3 separate regions of the Sus scrofa genome follow, and all the other regions are linked to region 1. A link is a contact called in public Hi-C data. All regions are on one chromosome and are shown on one strand. Each heading gives the region's core, a stretch centred on a gene start, on an enhancer-like site or on the middle of the called end of the contact. The rest is flanking DNA. Distances are from core to core; before and after follow the strand shown.

What was found. A called contact is a pair of places that touch in the nucleus more often than the background predicts.
Region 2: a contact with region 1 is called in a Hi-C map of liver, with 2.5 times the contacts expected there. The contact joins the enhancer-like site here to the promoter of DUSP16 in region 1. A contact is called at or near these places in 2 of 5 promoter capture datasets (fetal liver and liver), 11 of 47 Hi-C or Micro-C datasets (alveolar macrophages, embryonic fibroblasts, fetal liver and 4 more) and 2 of 2 datasets of contacts at active chromatin or transcription factors (alveolar macrophages and skeletal muscle).
Region 3: a Hi-C map of skeletal muscle shows a contact between it and region 1, with 4 times the contacts expected there. The contact joins the promoter of CREBL2 here to the promoter of DUSP16 in region 1. A contact is called at or near these places in 4 of 47 Hi-C or Micro-C datasets (fetal heart ventricle, heart right ventricle and skeletal muscle) and 2 of 2 datasets of contacts at active chromatin or transcription factors (alveolar macrophages and skeletal muscle).

Annotation. Positions count from the first base shown.
Region 1 is chr5:59,868,322-59,871,777 of Sscrofa11.1, reverse strand. DUSP16 (dual specificity protein phosphatase 16) reads right to left here and starts at 1,876. Exons shown (of 7, transcript XM_021092338.1): 1 at 1,211-1,876.
Region 2 is chr5:59,928,734-59,932,189 of Sscrofa11.1, reverse strand. All of the region lies in intron 3 of DUSP16 (dual specificity protein phosphatase 16), which reads right to left. Among named protein-coding and RNA genes, the nearest start is that of DUSP16, 61 kb to the right of the region's middle. Within about 2 kb of position 1,824, at least 18 of the 83 cell types and tissues checked have an H3K27ac peak or open chromatin away from gene starts, as enhancers often do. A contact at or near this core is called in fetal liver and liver, where this site is marked.
Region 3 is chr5:59,829,431-59,832,886 of Sscrofa11.1, reverse strand. It overlaps CREBL2 (cAMP-responsive element-binding protein-like 2), which reads left to right and starts at 1,690. Exons shown (of 4, transcript XM_021092337.1): 1 at 1,690-2,027. The coding sequence starts at 2,013.

The DNA.
Region 1 (3,456 bases), core at 627-3,126:
ACGTGCACTTAAAGATGAGTGGCTTAAAGATCTGACAGTCTAAGTTCCCCAAATACTAGTCATAAGGTCTCTCATGGATGGTAAATTTCACACACACAAACAGCCCGGAAAGAAAGCAAAGAAACATACCTGGTCATTTTCTAAACAGGTTTGATAGGTTTGGTTCCCTTGTAAGAGCAGAGTATTTACTTATAATCTTTTAAAGCAGAAGTGGCAGCCAGAACACTGGGTAAATAAAAACTTCAGAGAGTTTAAAACACCCTGCATCTTAACTCACTTCCCCTTGATGCAAGGGGACGGCACTGCAAACCCCCGGGCAAATGAGATTATGTAACAGGTTTTTCCTCTCCACTTTATTCATCACAGGCTGGATGGAGGTGTGCTTTCTCCAAACGATTCGAGGCACTGGGGATTTTATTTAGGATCTTTGCAGCGGACGGTTGAGAAACTTCTTCAGGATTTTGCCATATCCATTCATTTTAAGATCTCCTTATATTTTCTCAAGTTAATTCCCAGGTTGTTATTGTTGAAGTTTTAAAGGAAATAAGCCCGGCAGCACCTGAAATCTTCAGTCTTGCACAAATATTTTCCTCCCCGGTGTTTCATTACATGAAAAGTACACTCGATACACAGACCCTCGGTTGTCTCCCCGGGCTTTTTCCTTTCTCACGTTTTAGGGTTAGTGTAAATAAAGAAGTCACTGGCACACCGAGCCCCCAACACCCTGCCTGTGTAGGAGGGCGGGGGCAGCGCATGAAAAGCGAGTTGGTGGAAGAAAGCGGCCCCGTCACCACCCAGGTGGCCCCGCTGCTTACACCCAGGGCGAGTTGGGGATAATGGGAACCGTCAGGCCGGGGCCCCACTTGGCAGGCGTGTTGTGTAACAGTCGCGCCTGGAAGCGAGCGGCTTCGCCCGCGAAGGGACCGCGACCGCCGGCGGCTCCTGGCGGCGGGACCCGGCCGCTCGGCCCCAGTCCCCGCGCCGTCCCCCGCCCCCTCCCCGCGCGGCCCCCCTCGTCCCCCCCCCCAGCTTCCCACGCGCGCGCCGCTCCGGGCCGCGGTCGCCCCCACCCCGCCCGCCCGCCCGCCGACCCGGGCCCGGCCGCCGGGAGGGCAGAGCAGCCGGGGCGCGCGAAGGAGCGTCCATGCTGCCGGCGCGGCGGGCGCCCGGCCCCGCGCCCTCCCACCCCGCCGTCCGCGCGGCCACTTACTTGGGGAGCTACCGACCTCCCGGCTCTCTCGGGGGGAAATGAAAGTTGTCACGGCGTCTCCCCGCGGGGCCCCCTCGCCTCCCGGACCTGCGAGGCGCCGCGGCGGAGCCGGGAGGGCGGCTGCGCTCCTGCTCGCGTCCGTCCCGTCGCGCTCTCCTCCTCCTCTTCTTTTCACTATATTATCTTCTCCTGCTCGGAGGGGCGGGTGGGGGCGGGAGGCTTAGGAAGCGAGGAGAAGTTTGCAACTTTTCTTCACTCTTTCTCTCCCCCCCACCCCCGATCAGCCTTGAAAAAACACTGCTGAAAGGGGTGAGGAACCTGGGGAGGTGGGGGGGCGGCGGGGGCAGGGAGAGGTGATGATAGTCGTTTGAAAACTGATCAGAGCCCCCCAAACAGGGACACCCAGAAAGAGGGGGAAAGGCGGGGGGGGTGGGGTGGGGGTGGGGGAAAAGAGAAAGAGTCGCTGGTCAGGAAACTTCAAGCGCGGATGAGGTCATTGGTTTAAAAATAAAGAGATGGCGTCACTTGAAACCAATCCCAGTGAATGAACTCAGCGGAGCCCCGGGGAAAGGAGGAGACAGGCGAGGGCAGGGCGGTGGGCGCCGGGCGGGGCCGCGCGCCGCCCGCCCAAGTCCGGAGCGGGGCTCGGCGCCTGGTCGCGGCCGCTCGGGGAGGGGACGGGTCACGTTCCGTTCCGGGGCCCGGCGGCTCCGGGGCAGGTTCCGCGGGCGCCGCTGGGAGGAGCCGGGCGGCTGGGGGAGGCGGACCCGCGGCCTCCTCCTTCCGCGCCCGCGTGCCCGCCGCCCCCGGGGGCCCCGAACCCCGACCTCCCTGCCTGGTCTCGGCCGCGCGCCTTAGCGCCGCGCCCCAACAGGTATTTCAGGGTCGCATCCCCCACCCCCACGCCAGCGAGGAGCAGAACCTTTTCCTCCTGGTTGGGCTGTTTCCAGCTGCCTCCCCAGCGTGAAGAAACGCAAACAATGATTTGAGAGAATTACAATCGCTCTTTAAAAACCCAAAATGCAGGGCACCGCCGTCTCTTAGGAAAGAGAAGTAACAGGTACTTTAAGAAAAATCACATTCAGGTGGTCAGGCACTCAGCTGCCTCTCTGTGTCTGTCATTGAAAGCCCCCACCTGAATGCTCCTAATATTCATTATTTTACTTTGATTAAATTTACTCAACATTTCCTATTTACAAATGTAATGGGAATGAGCAGCCTAAAATGCTCTTTAGAGGTATGTTCTATATCGGGCAGCACAGAATCATCTTGAAATCAAAACAGAGGTTCACTGCCTCTTGAGAGGTGCAAGACCCCATTGATTTAACTTCACACACTTCGTGCATTTTTAAATTTGGACTAATTAAAATAGCTTTGTTTTGAAACTACATTACACACTTGGGGAAACTAGAGACCTGAGGTGGTGACAATCCAGGACTTGGAATCACTGACTAGGACAATCAGATCTTTATTCTAGTGTTCTTTGAGCATTTGAGCATGAAGCTGCTTCAACTGAGAAGTACTCACGTGGATATCACATAACAAAGATGTGATTAATGACGGAAAAGCACACTGCGAGTGAACTGCTCCAGGAGCCAGAATTTGTAGGCAGGAATAGTGTATCTCCTCAAGTGTTCCATTTGCAATGTACTCAATTTGGGACCTTGGTCCCGAAAGTCATCTTTGTTCGGAAATGTCTGTTTGGACACTTCCAGGGGCTTTTTGTTTGCTTGTTTAATTGGCAAAAGAACTGAAAAGCAGGTTTGGAGTGAGAAAGCTGAAACATCTCCATACTCCCTTTCTGCCTTTAAATCGTGCAGCTAAAGTGCATTTGCTATTATAATCATTTCAGGTTAGTATTAGGGTAAGCCTCTAGGAGCTTCCAGCCCATGTTTTAGAGGAGAAAAAGGAGTCCACCTGGAGATGGGAATGCGCTGAGCACATCAGGCAGTCACTGAAGCCTGAAGGCCATAGATTTGACCTCTTTTAAGACTTCTATGGAGGGGAAGCAATCGCTCCCTGCGCCCTGTCCTCTGGTGGCCACGGGCTGTTACTGCTTGTGCTCTTCCAGGAAAGCTCTGATAATCGACTGACCACAGTCCTGCTGTTTAGAACAGATTCTAAAGGGTAGTTGAGGAGGATCTGCATCTCCAATCTGCTCAGCTGGAGGAGTTGGGATTTGGGGGAAGGAAGGAAGAGAAAAAATCCTTGTCCTAGCAGGGATCTTGCCAGCATAAAAGACTCCA
Region 2 (3,456 bases), core at 575-3,074, 60 kb before region 1:
TGATTTTGTTTGTATTAATATTTTGCCCTTGCCAGTCTTTTCATTGCATAATGCGGTTATTTAAGACGAGTTGTTTTCCCCAAAGTAGTTCTTGTAATAATAACGTTAGAGTCTCAACATTCTTTGACGACCTTACATCTACCTAACAAGGTAACTGACAGCCACTATTTTGATTATAATTTAATCAGATGTGTTTAAATTTTAACTTCTACTACCTTTGGTGGTTCTGGTATTTCTCTGAAGAACTGTCTTCATATTTTTTCCTATTCTGGCTCCAAAACAGTCCATCGGGTGGTCTTTCATTTAAATCCAATAAAATAGAGAGTCCAGGAAATGTTCTCAGAGAACAGAGAAACTAGATAATCCGAGGAAACTCAAACTTGAACTCCATTTTGAACTTGTAGGTCATCATTTATATAAATAATGTAAGTAATCACAGAGATACTGAACATTTCCTATGGGACAAGCATCGCTCTAAGCACTGTAAGAGTATTCATTCAGTCTTTACAACGGCCCGAAGAGGTGGTGCCTTGATTACGCCCATTTTACAGATGAGGAAAGAGAGGTTCAGAAAGACACAGGGTGGCAATTGGCAGAGCTGAGACGGGAGCCCAGCAATCTCAATCGCTGTGCTAAAACCATGTCTCTACATACCACAGAATTAATTGCAACGCTCTCTAGGATGTGGGGACATCCCTGCTGACACCTCTAGGGTCCTGCCCTCAGTTCAGCCTTATTTTACCAGGCTCAGAATGGCCATGGGCCTCTCCCAAACGGACAGAAGAGTCTTTCTTTCTCAAAGCCACATGGTGCCAAAGCTTCAATGAAGGAGAGAAAAAGCAAAGAGAGCTGGCCTGACCAGAGATAGCAGAGCTCTGTAAGTGCATTTCACATGAGACCAGAAACGAAGCTGATGGATGAACTACTGGAGAGAGGAACACGGTCCCGGGCCCTTCATGATCCCTGAGTTTGCAAATCAGTGGTGAGGCTGACGCTGCCTCTCGAGGACTTTCAGCCTATCCCCCACTGAACTATGCTCAGAGGGACGAGACTCTCTAACAACCGGAAACTGAAAGCCTGCTAGCCTGGGCTGTTCAAAGTCCAACTTTGGTGGTCCTAAAGAGTAAAATGTAAGCACGGCTCTAGAACATTCTAAGACAGAGGGGAAAAAAAAAAAAAAAAAGTAAAAACCCTAAGAGAAAGCAACCCACTATTCAGCCTCAAAACAACCCCCCAAAGCAAACAAAACAGCAATAACACGTTGTAAAACACATTATAAAACAAACAGAAACCTCTTTTTTTTTTAACCAATTTTTTTTTCAATTAATCTCTAGCACAAACCCAAACAGCCTGAAAGTATTTAACAGATTTCGTTGAAATCAGAGGATCCATTTAGTGCTCCGTCTGGCTTGAAATGTCCCAAACCCACACTCCTTGTCACTTCCAAAAGACACCCCCTCGGCCAAAGAGCACATTTTCCCTGATCTTTCTCTCGGACAATGTTCCACTCTGCCGACACCCTCCTTTATTGACAGTTTTTTCCATTCGCTGACCTTTCATTCATCGGTGGACTCTAGTGCCCCCAGTTTCATTTCATTAATTAATAACAGATGAGACTGCCTGATTTACCCGCACCCCTAAGAAGCTCTCTGTGACCTCCTCTGCAAATCAGTTCTGAAATATGCCTAAAATGTCCCTCTTCCTCTTACAAACTAGATCCACCCGAGAAGAGGAGTTCCATCCAGCTACGTAAACTTGCTGTTGCAAACAGCTGACAGGTGGAGCATAAAGAGTCCTGTCTGCCCTTGTCCTCATGCTGCTGTCCCCGGATCCCACGTCAGACCCCACTGCCAGAAGACGCAACCTCAGCTCTTTATCAGCCCCTTGGTTTACTGTGAATGCTGCACTGAAAAACTGACGTGCTTTTTGTTTTTTAAGATATCTTTTAAAGCTGTTCAAGGACTTGACTCACCATCCAGTATTGCCAGGTTTCTCCTGTCCCTAGATTTAATGTGGCTAATCATCTAGGAGTGGAGGAAACAGAACGCCAGACAGCCCATATGTGCTTCCCTAAGACAGACCTGAATCTGGAACGCCATGCCCACCCTGGCCCCTTGTGCTAGGCATTAGTTTTTAAGAAGAAGGAAGACACATAGGCAGACATTGCTGGCCTCTACAGAGCTGGATGAACAAGCGGACAAATTGCGGTGTTAAAATCCGTATTTCTGTTAGTCTTCCACAAATCCACCAGAAGAGTGAATGTTTATGAACAAAAACATACATGTTACTTTGGACAGAGAAAACATTTGGTGTAGCTTAAAGGCATTGATAATTTGTCCATCGCTTTATTCTAATTCAACCAAGAAACACCTCTTCCCTTAAGGGTACCCCCTTCGGTCCACAATTCCAATCATAAATATAACTTTCTATAAAAGTCAGTGTGAACCACCGATCCATTCTCAGAGGGAAAAAAATCTGCCAGGTTAAATAAAATACATATAACATGGAGTTCCCATTGTGGCTCAGCACATTAAGGATCTGGCATTGCTGCAAGGGGCAGTGCAAGCCAGCAGCTGCAGCTCCAATTTGACCCCTAGCCTGGGAACCTCCATATGCCTTGGGTGCAGCCCTAAAAAGACAAAAAAAACAAAAAGCAAAAAAACCATATGATAATAGCACTAAACAATTCCAATTAGTCACTTTTTTCTTCCCTCTGATCCTTGCAATCAGTTATTAACCACAGTGTTGTTTCTTAAAATGAGAGAACATTTACGTAATCTGGAGTTCCCGTCATGGCGCAGCGGAAACGAATCCGACTAGGAACTATGAGATTGTGGGTTTGATCCCTGGCCTTGCTCAGTGGGTTCAGGATGCGGTGTTGCCATAAGCTGTGGTGTAGGTGGCAGACACAGCTGGGATCTGGCATTGCTGTGGCTGTGGTGTAGGCCAGTGGCTACAGCTCTGATTGAACCCCTAGCCTGGGAACCTCCATATGCAGTAGATGCAGCCCTAAAAAGACCAAAAAAAGAAGGAAAGAATACTTACATAATCAACAAAAGTAGCATTGTATTACAGATTAATGATGTTAACTTTAAGATCTCCATTCTAAAGATGTATTCCTATCCTTTTAGTCAAAGCAGAGAGAAAGGTTAGCTCTGTCACTTTGAAAGCAATTCCCTGAAGGAAGAACCAAGGGCTGATCCATCTATGCTTCAGTTCAAGTTGGCAGTGAGTCCTAAGACTTGGTCAGCTGACAGAGCTGCCCAAACTGGAGGGGGCTTCAAGGCCACCCCTCCCCTACTGCGAAGGATCCCATGGCTATGAACACAAGTCTACTGACACAGAGCTCTACTTTATGCAAGACTTTTTTCTAAACCATCTTATGCAAATTTAATTTCTGTACATTAAGAAACTATATAAACTGCGAAAATGATTTAGTTTCTAAATATAGTCCCA
Region 3 (3,456 bases), core at 441-2,940, 39 kb after region 1:
GGTTACCAATGCCTCCATCCCCTTGCTGGGCAGGAGGTCGAAACCTCACAACATGACTTGACCATGTGGTATTTACTTTTTTTTTTTTTTGGTTGCCCTTTGTCATATGGAGCTCCCAGGTCAGGGATCAGATCCAAGCCATAGCTGCTATCTAAGCCGCAGCTGTGGCAACACCCGATCCTTAACCCATTGTGCTGGACCAGGGATCAAATCTGCTTCCCAGTGCTCCCAAGATGCTGCCAATTCCATTGTGCCACAGCAGGAATTCTGGTGGCATTTACTTTTGAGGAACTGACTGGCTTTAGTTCCTCTGAAGTGTTGTATAGATCGGACAGAGATGATTCAACTTTCCTTTATTGCTCTTCCTCAATTTGGAGTTGCCAGTTAAAACAGAAGACACTTGGTTAAATCTGACTTTCAGATAAGCAGCATTTCTTAAAAAGTAAAAGTGTGTCTCAAGTATTATATGGACATACTTGTACTAAAGGGGTATTTGTTTGCCTGAAATTCAAATGTGAATGTCCTATATATTTATTGCTAAATCTGAGAACTCTACCTCAGCTGAATTTTGGAAGAGTTTAACAAAGCACTTTAGGAGTCTGAAAAGGAGTCAAAAGGCTCTCCAGAAGAACGTTAATGAACACACAAACTTTGTCAAATTCTCAATGGCCTAACATAGGCCAAAACAAGAAGCTCACTGACTCTATTAAATCAGGATGACAAAACACTCTTCATTATTAATGATTGAGATGTAATTCACATACCATAATGTTCACTCATTTAAAGTACACAATTCAGTGATTTTTAGAATAGAGTTGTGCAGCCACCACTAAATACACTTTAGAAGTTTCACTGCCTTTAAAGAAACCTAGTACCCGTTAACAACCACTCCCCATTCCCTGCCTCCTCCCTCCTGCTGCTCCCCAGCCCTAGCCCCTGGTAACCACCCGTCAACTTCTTCTTCTTTAAATGTTACTATTCTAAAAAATTGCATTCTAAATGGAATCTATAATATGTGGCCTTTTGTGTCTGGCTTCTTTCACTTGGCATGTTTTCAAGGCTCATCTACATTGCAGCATGTGTTCCTTTTCATGGACTAATAATATTCCTTTGTATATAAATACAATTGGCCTATCCATTCATCCCCTGTTGAACATTTGGGTTATTTCCACCTTCCGACATTATGAATAACTCTGCTAGGACAGAACATTACTGCACAAGTCTTCGTGGGGACACAGAGTGTCATTTCTGATGCAATTGTTGGCCATGTGGTAGCTCCACGTCTAATACTGAGACTAACTCCCAAATGTTTTTTCCAAGAAGCTGTACCATTTTACATTCTAAGGGTTTGTTTTCTTTTTTTAATTTTTAAAATAACCTTCAGAGTTTCCTCGGTGTCCCTAAAAACGGCCCGCTCCCAGGGCCGCCCCTACGGAGCCCCAACGGTCTCCTCCCAGCGCCCAGGCCGCGGGAACCGGGGGCCCAAACACCCCCCCGCCTGCACTGTGGGAAAGGTAGTTTCGGCCCCTCCTCCACAGCGCTCCCCGTCCGGAAAACAGACGCCATGCTGAGGCTCTGTGGACATTGTAGTTTCCTTCCTAGTTAGCCATGCAGAGACTACGTTAAGGAAAACTACAATCCCCAGAATCCCGCGGCGCAACGGCAGCCGAAGCGGCCAATCCGCGCGCCGCGCTCCCGCCTACCCTCTGGTCCGGGCCGCTCTCCAGGGCGTCTGTAAACACAGCCAGAGCCTGTCATGGAGGGGGAGGAGGAGGCGGTGGCGGCGAAGGGAGGCGTTCTGGGCCGCCTCCAGGGTCCGCTCTGCCATTCCTGAACTGGTCCCTCATTCCCGTGACTGTGGCATCAGGGAAGGGAACTGTTAGGCAAGAGAAGGGGGCAGTCAGAACCATATCCCCTTCTTCCCCCGGGGCGGGGCCGGGCCGGGCCAGACCGGCTGAGCAGAGGGAGGGTCGGGGGAGGGAGCGCCCGACCGGGCCGGCCTGTCTGCCGAGATGGATGACAGTAAGGTAAGTCCTGGGGTTTGCACGCGCAGCGCCGCCGCCTGCTTGTCGCTAAGTGCTCGTCCAGCAGCCGAGCCTCACTCCGTAGTCCACGCCAACACCCGAGAAACACCTGCCTTAGGCATCCTTGCGCCTCCAGCTGTGACCCCAGGTACCCTGGCAGGAATTCAGGGAAGAGCGGCCTGCGTTTTTCCAGCAAGGGCCCACTCCTCTGGAAAATGTTCACACCCAAGGCCAACGGGTTGGTCAGCTTTTCCAACCTTAGTCCTTGACTTGCCTCCCGAGATAAGTGAAGAAACTACTGTGCCTTCTCTGTTCCTTCCCTTGCCGCCTCCCAGCTTTTCTCCACTTGGGAGCCCTTTCACTAGGGCACCCTGAACCGGCCCTGTTCCCCTCGACGGTCTCCCTTTCTCCTCTCAGGCTCGCTTACTCAATGCCCCATTCATATATTCGGTTCACTCCCCTCTGTGCTATTTTCCTGTGGTTGGTTGGAACGCACTGCTAAGCTCCTGTTGCTATTCGTCCAGAGTCTGGAATCTAACCTCTTCTCGAAAGCCTTCTCCAAGAAAAGGGGTGAATTTCTTCTTGTTAATCTGTCTTAATATTCCATCCCCATCCCTCTTTCCCTATCCACATCATTTATCCCTATGAAGATAAGGTCACAAACAATATTGGTTAATTCCTACAGTTTACATATAACCTTTCTGTCTGAACACAGCAGTGTTGTCCCGTTATATTTCGTGAGGATAGTGATGGTCAGTTTGTTGATCATCAGCTTATTGATGTTCTAGAATGTTTAGGAAGTTGGGTTTGCTGTTGTTTTTTTTAAGGAATCAGACTTCTAGAATTTGCCAGTTTTCAAAGTAGACACTCAGTTCCCTCTGCTTTCCACAGGTCTTACTTTCCACAGTCTCTGGCATGCTGCTTGTGGTAGCTTTTTCCTTCATTTCCCCCTTTCACCTAACCAATAACACTTGGCTACTATCAAGTTTTTGTTTCACTCATCCTAGAGATAATGGAAAATTTTCCATCTTCTCTGTGCGGCCTGTGTGGTTCTATGTTATCTCCTCTTCCTGTTCCTGCTGAAGGCACTGAGGAAAGTGATAGCAGAGAAAGCTTAACGCTCTACTCTGGAATTGGGACTCGCTAGAGGAACAGTTTGCTTGTGAAATAGCAAACCCCTCCTAATAGGAAATACCATTGCCAAAACAAAAAGGTGGAGTTCTGAAAGTTTTACAGAAAAATCAGAAGATAATGTCTCATAACAACCTTTGTCAGCTTGATCTTTCAGTGTTAATATTAAAATTAAATCTGAGTACTATATCCATTATCTTCCCTGGATATGGCTGGGAAAGGATGCTGAAGAAAAGTATTCTTTAATTTCCTTAATTTGAGACTCTCCTGGTATATTTACTAATTTTGAGTTGTTTCTTTT